2 separate regions of the Rattus norvegicus genome follow, and region 1 is linked to region 2. The links are chromatin contacts, called in public Hi-C maps. All regions are on one chromosome and are shown on one strand. The core of a region is the stretch at or near the end of the contact, and the rest is flanking DNA. Distances in the headings are between cores, read along the strand shown.

Region 1 (5,365 bases), core at 2,294-4,793, 160 kb after region 2:
GGAAACAAATAACCCTACCCTCCTTGTTAATACTTACTGAAAAACGTACCGAGTACTCCACAGAGTGTCTGACAGACGGAGACAAGTATTTACTTTTAGGTTGTATCCTTGTAAAAATATGGTCAAAGTACTTCCAATTCTTTGTTAAAGGAGGATTATATTGGGTAACTTGAGATTTCACCTACTAGGGGGTGGGTACCACAAGTGGCATGGTATACCAGATACTGTCCCAGTAAATATCTGTGCCCTTAACCGTCTGATGGAGTTGTCAGAGTTGGGGGTAGAATTGTTTAAGTGTCCAGTGTGTTTCAATGGATTTGTTTGTTTGTTTGTTTGTTTTCCCTTTTTTTCTGGTGGAATGAGATGCTCTGGGCACTTACTGCTTGTCCCATCCTTTAAATGTAGTGATAGTGTCTTGTTAACTGTAACAGTAAGTTGTTGTGATTGCATCTAATCACTTAAAAATTTTAAAAAGGGATAGAATGTTCCCTTTTGACTAATTCACACCTATGGGCATCTTTCTTTTTAAATACCGGGTTTTCACCCTTTATAATTAATGACAACTTTCACAGATATTGAAGAACTAGTTGAGAAAGAGAAAGAGAGAGAGAGAGAGAGAGAGAGAGAGAGAGAGAGAGAGAGAGAGAGAGTGTTTTAAGTTGAGTATGCCCTTTGAAAAGGAGAGATCTAAGCATTTCTGGGACTAGGTTCAGTACTCAGACTGAGTTAGAGTCTGTGGCTGGGAGGGCTTGCCTCATACCTGGCTACTTAACCTTGTGGGTTTCCTTGATTTCCCAGGTAACACTTCCTCCTGCCTTCTTCATGTTGGAAACAGTATTAGTTTCAGAACCTTGACACAATCCCTCATACCAAAAACCATTTGTTTTTGTATTTTTAAGTGATCAGAATCAAGTCGCTGCAATAGACACTCCATGAACACCTCAATCTAGTAATGTATAACCCCTTTATCAGTGGCCTGATATGGAAGGTCTTGTTAAACACAAGGTAACCCCATCACTACCACCACCAACGCACACAAGCAGTGAGGAGCTGAGGCTGCTCTAGTGACAGTGCAGTGATGTAACTACACACTGTGCAAGTGGTCTGCCTGGACCAGAGCTATGGAAGCTCATACACCCAGCCCAAGTCCACCCTAAACCTAAGATTAACAAGACTGTACAGTCCTCATTTTCTTTGTGAATATACGTTGATCTCGAGGAAAAGCCTATATATATTTGAGGAACTACTTTCGGGGCTGACTATTGAAAATGGGTCACACAGTGCCTGTTCACCTCCAGAATCAGTTCCTTAAAAACTAAGGGATGTGCATTCCTTTTCTATCCCCTCGACACTTAGATGGGTGCTTTGTTATTCCTTGTGTTTTTAAGAAGCCAGTTCGGAGTGTCCAGCATGGCAAAAGGCTTCCAAAAGCTCAGGTGGTCTGTCACCTTCATATATGTATTTAAGGCTCTGTGTCCTGTTCAAGACAAGAGGCAAGATGGTATGAGAAGCAGGAGGGTGAGGAGAGGCACTTGGTGACAGAAGCTAATGATACAAACAGGAGGACACAACCAGGTAAAATGGGGCAAAAGTTGTAGCAATGACTAAGGGAGGAAAACATCAAATACCATCATACCTATTTACCCCACCACGGCCGCCAACCTAGGTGCTCCAGTGCCTGCACAGCTAAAACCCAGCCTGTTTATGAAGCTTTCTGGAGAGGAGCTGAGGTTTGCTTGCAAAGGGAAAAAGGGTCTGGCGTTATTTTTCTCCCAGAAAATTGCTTCTACTTGATTCCAAACATCTGATCATCAACCTGTCCGCCGATGGCCATCAGTGCCAGGTCTTGCTCCTGTGCCCTGTGGGAGCCTGCAGCTGGTACCCTCTGCAGCCACGGAGTCTAGCCTCTGAGGGAGGTGGTGCAGTCTGTGCTCAGTGCTGGCCGCTGCAGACCAAACTCCAGCACATCTTGAATCTGTTAACTCTTTTCTGACCATACCCAAATTCCACCCAGCTTTGAACTCTGCTGCTCTGGCCGGGGCTACTGTCTGCGATCTCAAAGGCAGAGGCAGCAGCTGGAGGAGATAGATTCCCAGGCCCCGCCTGCCTGAGGCAAGGGTGGAGTGTGAGCCTCTCCAGCCTGAGCCAGACAGGTCGCCTGGCACTCTCTTAAGTCCCCCGAGCTCGCCGCCTCTCCACCACCTTGCAGGCCAAGCTGAGCTATGCCTGGGGTTGGCTTTGCATTTCTGCGCCTCTTGCCTTCAGGAAGGAAAGCTACGGAGCAGGTTGGCCATGTCTAGACAGCAGCTCTGGGTTTGTCATCTCAGGTGCTCTTGGCCTGAGGCTGGCCGCTGGCCTCCGTGAAGCAGATAGTAGGAGATCTTTTCTCCCTAAAACTCAGTTGCTTGGGGACTCATGTTACTTGTGCCAAAATTTCCTTAAATCGATTCTTTTCGCTAATCCTCTTTTAAAAATTACTGGCATGGATTCTTTTTCTCTCCCTCTGGATTATGTAAACATTACACACACACACACACACACACACACACACACACACACACACACACACACACACACCAGTAAGATCATCGCGTTGACACCACTTCCACTCTGTCTCCCCAGATCAACGCTTCTAGCGAACCCATTTGCGCTGGGGACTCAGCCCTCTCTCTTTTTTCCTGGCGAGGCTTATGAACCTGTCACCAAGCCAGTGCCTCCAAAAAGGAGGAAGTGCGGTGGGACTCAAAGGATACATGGCGCCCGCCCCCAGCTAGCTGCTCTTCAGATGATCTGCAACCAAGTTGGCTGATAAAATATTTAGTAACGACCCAGTAAACATGACTGCAAATACATTAAAGCACTTCAGCGCCACGGCTTATGATTATTTCAAAACTTAAAAAGGAGATCATAGATTGTCACTGTTTCTGTACCCTAGCCGGAAACCGAACCTTCCTGAGGTGGGTTGATGGGTGGGCTAGCCGCTTCGCCTCCTTATCTCTCTTAAGGCTGTGGCTTTCAGCGGCTGGAGGTTTGTTGATTTATTTATTTATTCGTGTAGTTTAAAGTGGGGGAGGGGGCGTCAAGGACACGCAGCACCGACTCAACAAAGCACAGGCTCAGGTGTGTATGCTTCTGCGTATTAACTGGAAAAGACAGACTCTGGAAGTTTTACAGGGCGAGAAGAGGCCACCGGCTCGCGCTTTGTATACTTTGCACTTGAAATCGTTACATTCAACTGAATATTTGGCTCATTCAGATCCGAAAAGTCTCCTAGCATCATCGAATTCCCTCCTCCACCCCTCCTCTCTAAAGAGAGAAGGGGGGGGGGGTTAGGAAATGTTTAGTAAATTGCACATCTTTGAATCTTCCTAAAGCAGTGGTCACAAAGCTTAAAGGTGACATAACAGAGCTCACGTAAACCAACACACTTTCCCCACCCCCCAAGCCAACAATAAAATCATCCCCTTCAATTTGCCATGATCGTCGCGACCAGGAGCCAGGTGATTATCCTAATTAATGTCTATCTAATTAAATTACTGTCAGCAGCTAACCAATGGCAGGAGCCGTTTCATCGGCTGCATAAGCAGCAAGATCAAAAGTGAGCCTTTTCTGATTGCTGCATAGTGTCAATTGGCCAATCTCTTCTCCCAGGGAAAAAAAAAAGTAAATCAAACCTTTGAGAAGCATTTGCTGGTTGAAGTGCTTTCTGTCTAGTGAGGGGTCTGTGGATTCCTAGTTTATGATAAACAGGACTTTAAAACCCAGGGACGGGAGGGCCAGCCTTCAGGTTCTAGAGCTATGCAGCTGGAGCATTGCCTCTCTCCTTCTATCATGCTCTCCAAGAAATTTCTCAATGTGAGCAGCAGCTACCCACATTCGGGCGGATCTGAGCTTGTCTTGCATGATCATCCCATTATCTCGACCACTGACAACCTGGAGAGAAGTTCACCTTTGAAAAAAATTACCAGGGGGATGACGAATCAGTCAGATACAGACAATTTTCCTGACTCCAAGGACTCACCAGGGGACGTCCAGAGAAGTAAACTCTCTCCTGTCTTGGACGGGGTCTCTGAGCTTCGTCACAGTTTCGATGGCTCTGCTGCAGATCGTTACCTCCTCTCTCAGTCCAGCCAGCCACAGTCTGCGGCCACCGCTCCCAGTGCCATGTTCCCGTACCCCGGCCAGCACGGACCGGCGCATCCCGCCTTCTCCATCGGCAGCCCCAGTCGCTACATGGCCCACCACCCGGTCATCACCAACGGAGCTTACAACAGCCTGCTGTCCAACTCTTCGCCGCAGGGCTACCCCACCGCCGGCTACCCCTACCCACAGCAGTACGGCCACTCCTACCAAGGAGCCCCATTCTACCAGTTCTCCTCCACCCAGCCCGGGTTGGTGCCCGGCAAGGCGCAGGTATACCTGTGCAACAGGCCACTTTGGCTGAAATTTCATCGGCATCAAACGGAGATGATCATCACTAAACAGGGAAGGTAATGCTACTTTTCTTGGCTGCCGCTGTTCCAGGCGTGACCCTGGGCGAACGCACCCAAGTTGTGACCGCCGGGCAGCGACTATGTGGGGTCGGGGAGCGGAGTGGAAAGGCGCTCGGGTGCGCCCTGGAGTTGGCTGGTTTTGGAAAAGGGGAAAGTGGAAGGGATAATAACCACCGTGGTGATGTTTGGTGGCGGGGAGCCTGCTGTGCCAATGCGGTCGGAGAACCAGTCGGTGGCTGGAGCAAGACGAAGAGCCGTGGCCGCTAACAGGCTTTCAGAGCAACTCATCGAAGCTGGCCTGTGCCGACAGGTGGAGAAGCAGGCCGCCAACCCGGCTCTCTACCGAGCAATCCGTCCCCCAACTCCAGAGCGCTCGGTGCTCTCCCCGACTTCGGTCCTACATCTTCCCTTCTCCCACTCTCCCTTTCTAGATCAGCAAACATTCGTTCAGACACGCGGCGAGGACAAGTTTTGCTTAGCTTTCTGGCGCCCCGCTTCTTGCAGCATTTAATCTTTAACATTTATTTTCTTTTTTTCCCCCTTGCTTTCTCTCTCTTTTTAATTCAAACAGGCGCATGTTTCCCTTTTTGAGTTTTAACATTTCTGGTCTCGATCCCACCGCTCATTACAATATTTTTGTGGATGTGATTTTGGCGGATCCCAATCACTGGAGGTTTCAAGGAGGCAAATGGGTTCCTTGTGGCAAAGCGGACACCAATGTGCAAGGCAAGTCCTTCCAATTAACACGTTTTCTTGACACTTATTTAGGTGAGAATGATTAATTAAAGCCTTTTGTGGACTGGCTCGAGCGACTTTTTAAAACGGTCGGCCAATGACTTCCTAAAGAAGAGAGGGACAGGGGACAGACTGAG
Region 2 (5,001 bases), core at 137-2,636:
TATAGTGAACACCGGTCAGGTCTATCCCTCTACCCTATTACTGAGCGGGGTGCTGGGCTTCTGCTAAGCGTAACCGGGTAAGAACAGCTCCCAGGTAAGAAAGCTACGTGCGCAAAACGCTGAGTCTGGGAAAAAAAAAAAAAAAACCACCCCTGCCGAGGCGAGGCAGTTGTGAGCGGGATGCCTGAGAAGTGGGAGGTGAATGTCCTCGGGATGGCCCCCCCGGTGCAGCTTTCCCCGGAGGCTGAGGCTGCTGCCAGCGGGGACATCTGCTTTCTTACACTCCAGCCTGGCTCACCCCGCCCCCTCAGCCCCGGGTTGCGTGGTTATTTTACCAACACCGGGGGAGGGAGAACTTGAGGAGGTAGAAAAGGAATGGATGGAAGCTTAAAAGATTTTCTTCGCACCCCCCCCTCAGGTCCCCTCCTTTCTTCTTCACATCTTTTAACCTTCAAGGTAAAGACTTTATAAATATGAAACAATAAGGGAGTCTGCTGACTCGCAGGCCCGCCGTGGGCTGGCGAGGCTGCCGGGTGCCGGGCCTCGCGCTTCTCTCCATCCTCCCAAGTCTGGCCGCGGTTCGCTGGGTTAGGCTGGGCGCAGGGGCCGGCGGTGAGCGCTCATCCCGTGGCGCCTTCGCTCGCGGGCTGCTGCCTCGACAGCTGCTTGTAGCTACAGTAATTAGACTGTCAGTGCTTGTTAGAGGAGAGAGGGGAAAACACGCTTCTGACAGCAGATTCCGAGACTCCCCAGTTTGTTAATTTCTAAGAGATCTTTAAAGCATTAATTGAGGTCTCCCTAACTCTTCCCTCCCGTCCCTCTCCCCAACTTCTCCCATCCCAAAAATATCTTGAGGAGAAAATTCTCTCCGCGTGGAAGCAGTGTTTCCCGCAAAATTGCCAGCCCGCCCCTTGCTCACACACGCGCGCGCGCGCGCGCGCGCGCACACACACACACACACACACACACCCTAGTTTACATATGCATATATAGGCACACACGTATATGCAAGGTTAACTCGGAGGAGCACTCGTCCAAATAGGCACGGAGATTGCATTTAAAATGATAATAATAAATAAATAAATCAACTAGGAAGGAAGGGGGGAGGGAAGCAGAAGTCGGGAAGAAAAGAGAAAAGCAGCAGGCTGATTACGAGGTGTCAAAACTGCCAGGAGCAAGAAGGTGATAGCAATCAGGGGTGAGAAGAGTGCGGCATTCGTGCGGGGCAACTAATTATCCGTCTCATTTGAGAAGAGCAGCATTTGAGGCAGCAGCGTTCGCCTGCTGAACGGTGACAGATTGGCGCGGAGGAGAGGGGAGGTGTTAAAACAATGGAGCCGGGCGCGCGAGCGCTGCTGCATGCTAATCAGCCCTCCCTCCGCCTGCCTGCCGCGCTCCCTCCTTCCTCCCGCTCCCTCCTCCGCGCGTCGTCCTCCCGCCTGCGGCGCTCCCTCCTTTCCAGCGGGCCCGCCGCCGCCCGCTTCCCGCTCCCTGGCTTTCCCGCGCGTCCTCCCCGCCGCTGGCGAGCCGCACCCGGGTTGGCCGGCGGGCCGGCGAGCGATCGAGCGAGCTCAGCCCGCATGGGGCGCCCGGGACCCACGTTTGCAGCGCGCGCCCGCCCGCCAGGCCTGCCTGCGGGGAAGCGAACGCGCTGGGTGGCGGGGTAACCGAACCACGCCAGAGGCCCAGGGACAAACCCCGGAGTGGAAGAAAGAGCCAGAAAAACAAAGCCAGATCGGGCCGAGCCGGATCTTTCCCGCACAGGCTTCCAGCCTTGGTGCGAGCTGCCGAGCCACACTGGTTTGAGCTGTCGGCGTGGTCAAGCCCTCCCCCCCTCACAAACACCCCCACATGCCCCCAAAGGCTGCGGGCTGTAACCCTCGCATCCCTGCATCCCCGGCCCCGAGCACAACTGCGAGCGAGCGATTTAATAAACCAGAAAGGGCCTTACAATTAGTTGTACTCCCAACCCCTGACCTCCTGACCCCAAGACTAGGCTAATGAGCTTCTGTGACATATACCCCCGGGGAATACCACCTAAGACAGTAGCTGGTAAGACGAACGCCTTTTCAAAGCAGGTAACCTTCCCACGATCCGGGCACCCGAAGATGGGGGCCTGTGCATGGCTGGAGCCCTGTGTCCCTTCTTGACCAGGTGGCTCAGTGTTCTGGCCTGTGAGAAGTTGGACATGAACAGCAACACCAAAGAATGCATCATAAACTTAGTCTGGTCAAAAAAGTCTTCCATACCTGTTGAGGCTCGCTGGGGAGTCAGGGGAGGTTTCACAGCGAGTTGATGGTTGAGCAGAAAGACACTTAAACTACCATTTCATCAACCATTCTTAGGATAAAAGACGTTGATGTCCCTTCTCACTCTGAAGTGTCTTAGCCGGAACTCAGAAACAAAGACCTGCCTGAGAAGGCAGTTTTTCCTAAGACTCCTCAATATTAGCTAGCCAGGTGCCTAAATTAACATGATAAAACTTTCCTCTAACCATGGATGGTAAAAGAAATAGTTGCAAGATAACCTATGCAGTATGATTTTTTTTCTACCGACTTTAATCTTGGTATAACGACACAAACAAGTGCGTGGAGACTTACTGAGTACACAAGGGTTTCATTTCTATGATGGCCTTTCCCCTAAAGTTGCAATGTCTCTTAATAAAAGTACATAAATACATATAAAATCAAGTGGCGTGAGTGAATCGGTGTTTTTAGACTTTGATTCTAGTCATATGGAAAGCTGCACAAATGCTCAACGTAATTTTCCCGTTAGAATACGCCCAGGCATACCAATAAAGTAACGAATGCACGATTATTAGAATCTACTAAAATGCTGGAAAGCTTTAAAATTGAAAATTCCTGAAAGGACTTCTATAAAGTGTTTTGTGCTGGTAAACAGAAGTACTTTTGGTTTCTCTGGAAAACCACTGTGCAGCCCTCTGCCCTTAGCCTATCAGACTTTTCAATGCTATACTGTTAGCCTGCCTTGGGAAAAATCCCTGAATCTGTTAGAATAGGAATCCATCCACCAGCAAGGGGGGAGATTACATCCATTGATGTAAACCTGGGTTCAGCAATTCCATCGACATCGAGATTTATTTATTAACTATTTATCAGCCTTTTCTTTGTTAACTAGTTCTATGGAAGCATTTCATTGAGGGTGTGAATTTATGGAGTTCAATCCCTTGTGGCCTTATGCATATCCAATAGCTAACAAAATTATTTACCTTCCATCGGCTTTTTATGGACTAGGATAGTTTCTTCTCCACCCTTAGGGCCTCACAAAATTGCATGGCTGTTTGAATGGCATATTTACAAATAAGTTTTATTTGTGCATAAGGACAAAAAGGTGAAATGAAATTTGGTCCCAATGGAAACCTGATAGCTTCCCTGAACATATGGCTCCTTGGGCTGTTACTTCCTCTTTGAGATCATTTTCCAAGTTTTTTTTTAATATATACATCAATTTGACACCAGTTATAAAGAAAATATATTGGTTTCGAAGATGCCTCCACCTGGGACCTATCTCTTAATAACAAGCCACGTAGTCGGGTGTACCTTTACAGGTCTTGGTGAGCAAGGCATACTTTGATACTGGTTATCACTGACAACTGATTTACAGTCTTCAAAATGAGTTAGTTCTGTAGGTTCTTAGAACACCACAACCGGGATGATTAACACAGGTTAGGGGGTGAGTGCAGAAAGCTCATTTTGCTAGGACTTCTCTCTCTCTGTGGATACAAATGATGTAAGTCTCATCTGATGCAAGTGTGTGCTGCCAGCTTAAGACTTAAGGGGAAAATCACAGCCCTGAAAAAGATGTAAATGTTCGATTGGTAAGAAAGGGGGGAAACCGTGCTAAAACATGTGCCTATTTCCATGATGCTTAATTTACTATTCAAGACAAGTTTTTCCTAATAAGCTCTATTGTTTCTTTCTGTTTTGTAAAATTTAGTATGTGTGAGACAAAAACCAGATTCAGAATGTGAATGAAGTCTGTTTAGCGAAATTTTGTTGGAGATTATGGCTCAAGAAAGGCCCCAAATCAAAAGAGATATCACCCGCCTCACTGACACCATGCAAGGGTGAGTTTTCCAGCTCATATCTGTGACCACTTGCAAGGAACTTCTTCTGCCAGCGGCACCCATCATCAGAAGGCCTCTCGGATGGATTGATACACTTAGAAGGGCACCAAGTGCCCAAATGTTCAGAATGATGGCGCTCTGTTTGTCTGCTGCCAAGCTTTAGCTCTTGTCTCAGAACAGTCTTCTTCCATTGGCCACAATCCAAAACTAGAGCAAAAGTTAAGATCTGGGGCATGTCCATCTGCCAACGGTGGATGTTTCTAAGTCACACCTCTCCAGAGAATAGGCATTTCACTATGGAATCCCTTCATAGTTAGCCACACACACCACCACCACCACCACCACCACCACCACCACCACCACCACCACCACCACCACCATTTGAATATGAACCCTAGCCATCTAGAAAGCACAGATAGTCTGAAGTATGTGTCCTTTCTTATTGAGAACTCTACAATAAATACACTGAAAAACTGACTTATTGATAATATTTGTTTGGAAAGAGTATAAAAAACACGTTATCACTCACTAACTCAAAACAATAGCTGTTTTCAAAGTAACAATGCTTGAAAGATGGCTCAATTCAATTTTCTTGGTTTTGGGGGAGGGCAGGGAGCAACACTATGCCCAAAGAGAACAAATGAATCTCCCAAAAGCATTTAAGTTAACCAGAACACTCTCCAGACCGTTAAGCTATTCTTCCTCCCATAAAATCACACCCGCTTGCACACACATAAAGTATAGTACTCCTTTGACCTAATTCTGGGCTTAATAAGGAAGCTAAATCCATCTGAAAGCCTTTTGATTCAGAGACACCAACAATTAAGTGTCACGAGTAGGGTAGTGAGCCTGGCTACAGAGTGCGTGTGGCCAGCTGTCCAGGTACCATTAAGTTCTCCACCACCCTAGCAAAG

What was found. A called contact is a pair of places that touch in the nucleus more often than the background predicts.
Region 1: a Hi-C map of Schwann cells shows a contact between it and region 2, with 2.9 times the contacts expected there. The contact joins the promoter of Tbr1 here to the enhancer-like site in region 2. A contact is called at or near these places in 5 of 12 Hi-C or Micro-C datasets (Schwann cells, frontal cortex, liver and 2 more).

The regions. Positions count from the first base shown.
Region 1 is chr3:66,756,260-66,761,624 of GRCr8, forward strand. It overlaps Tbr1 (T-box brain transcription factor 1), which reads left to right and starts at 3,544. Exons shown (of 6, transcript NM_001191070.2): 1 at 3,544-4,490; 2 at 5,065-5,219. The coding sequence starts at 3,799.
Region 2 is chr3:66,599,910-66,604,910 of GRCr8, forward strand. No RefSeq gene overlaps it. Among named protein-coding and RNA genes, the nearest start is that of Psmd14, 61 kb to the right of the region's middle. Within about 2 kb of position 1,387, at least 51 of the 93 cell types and tissues checked have an H3K27ac peak or open chromatin away from gene starts, as enhancers often do. A contact at or near this core is called in Schwann cells, where this site is marked.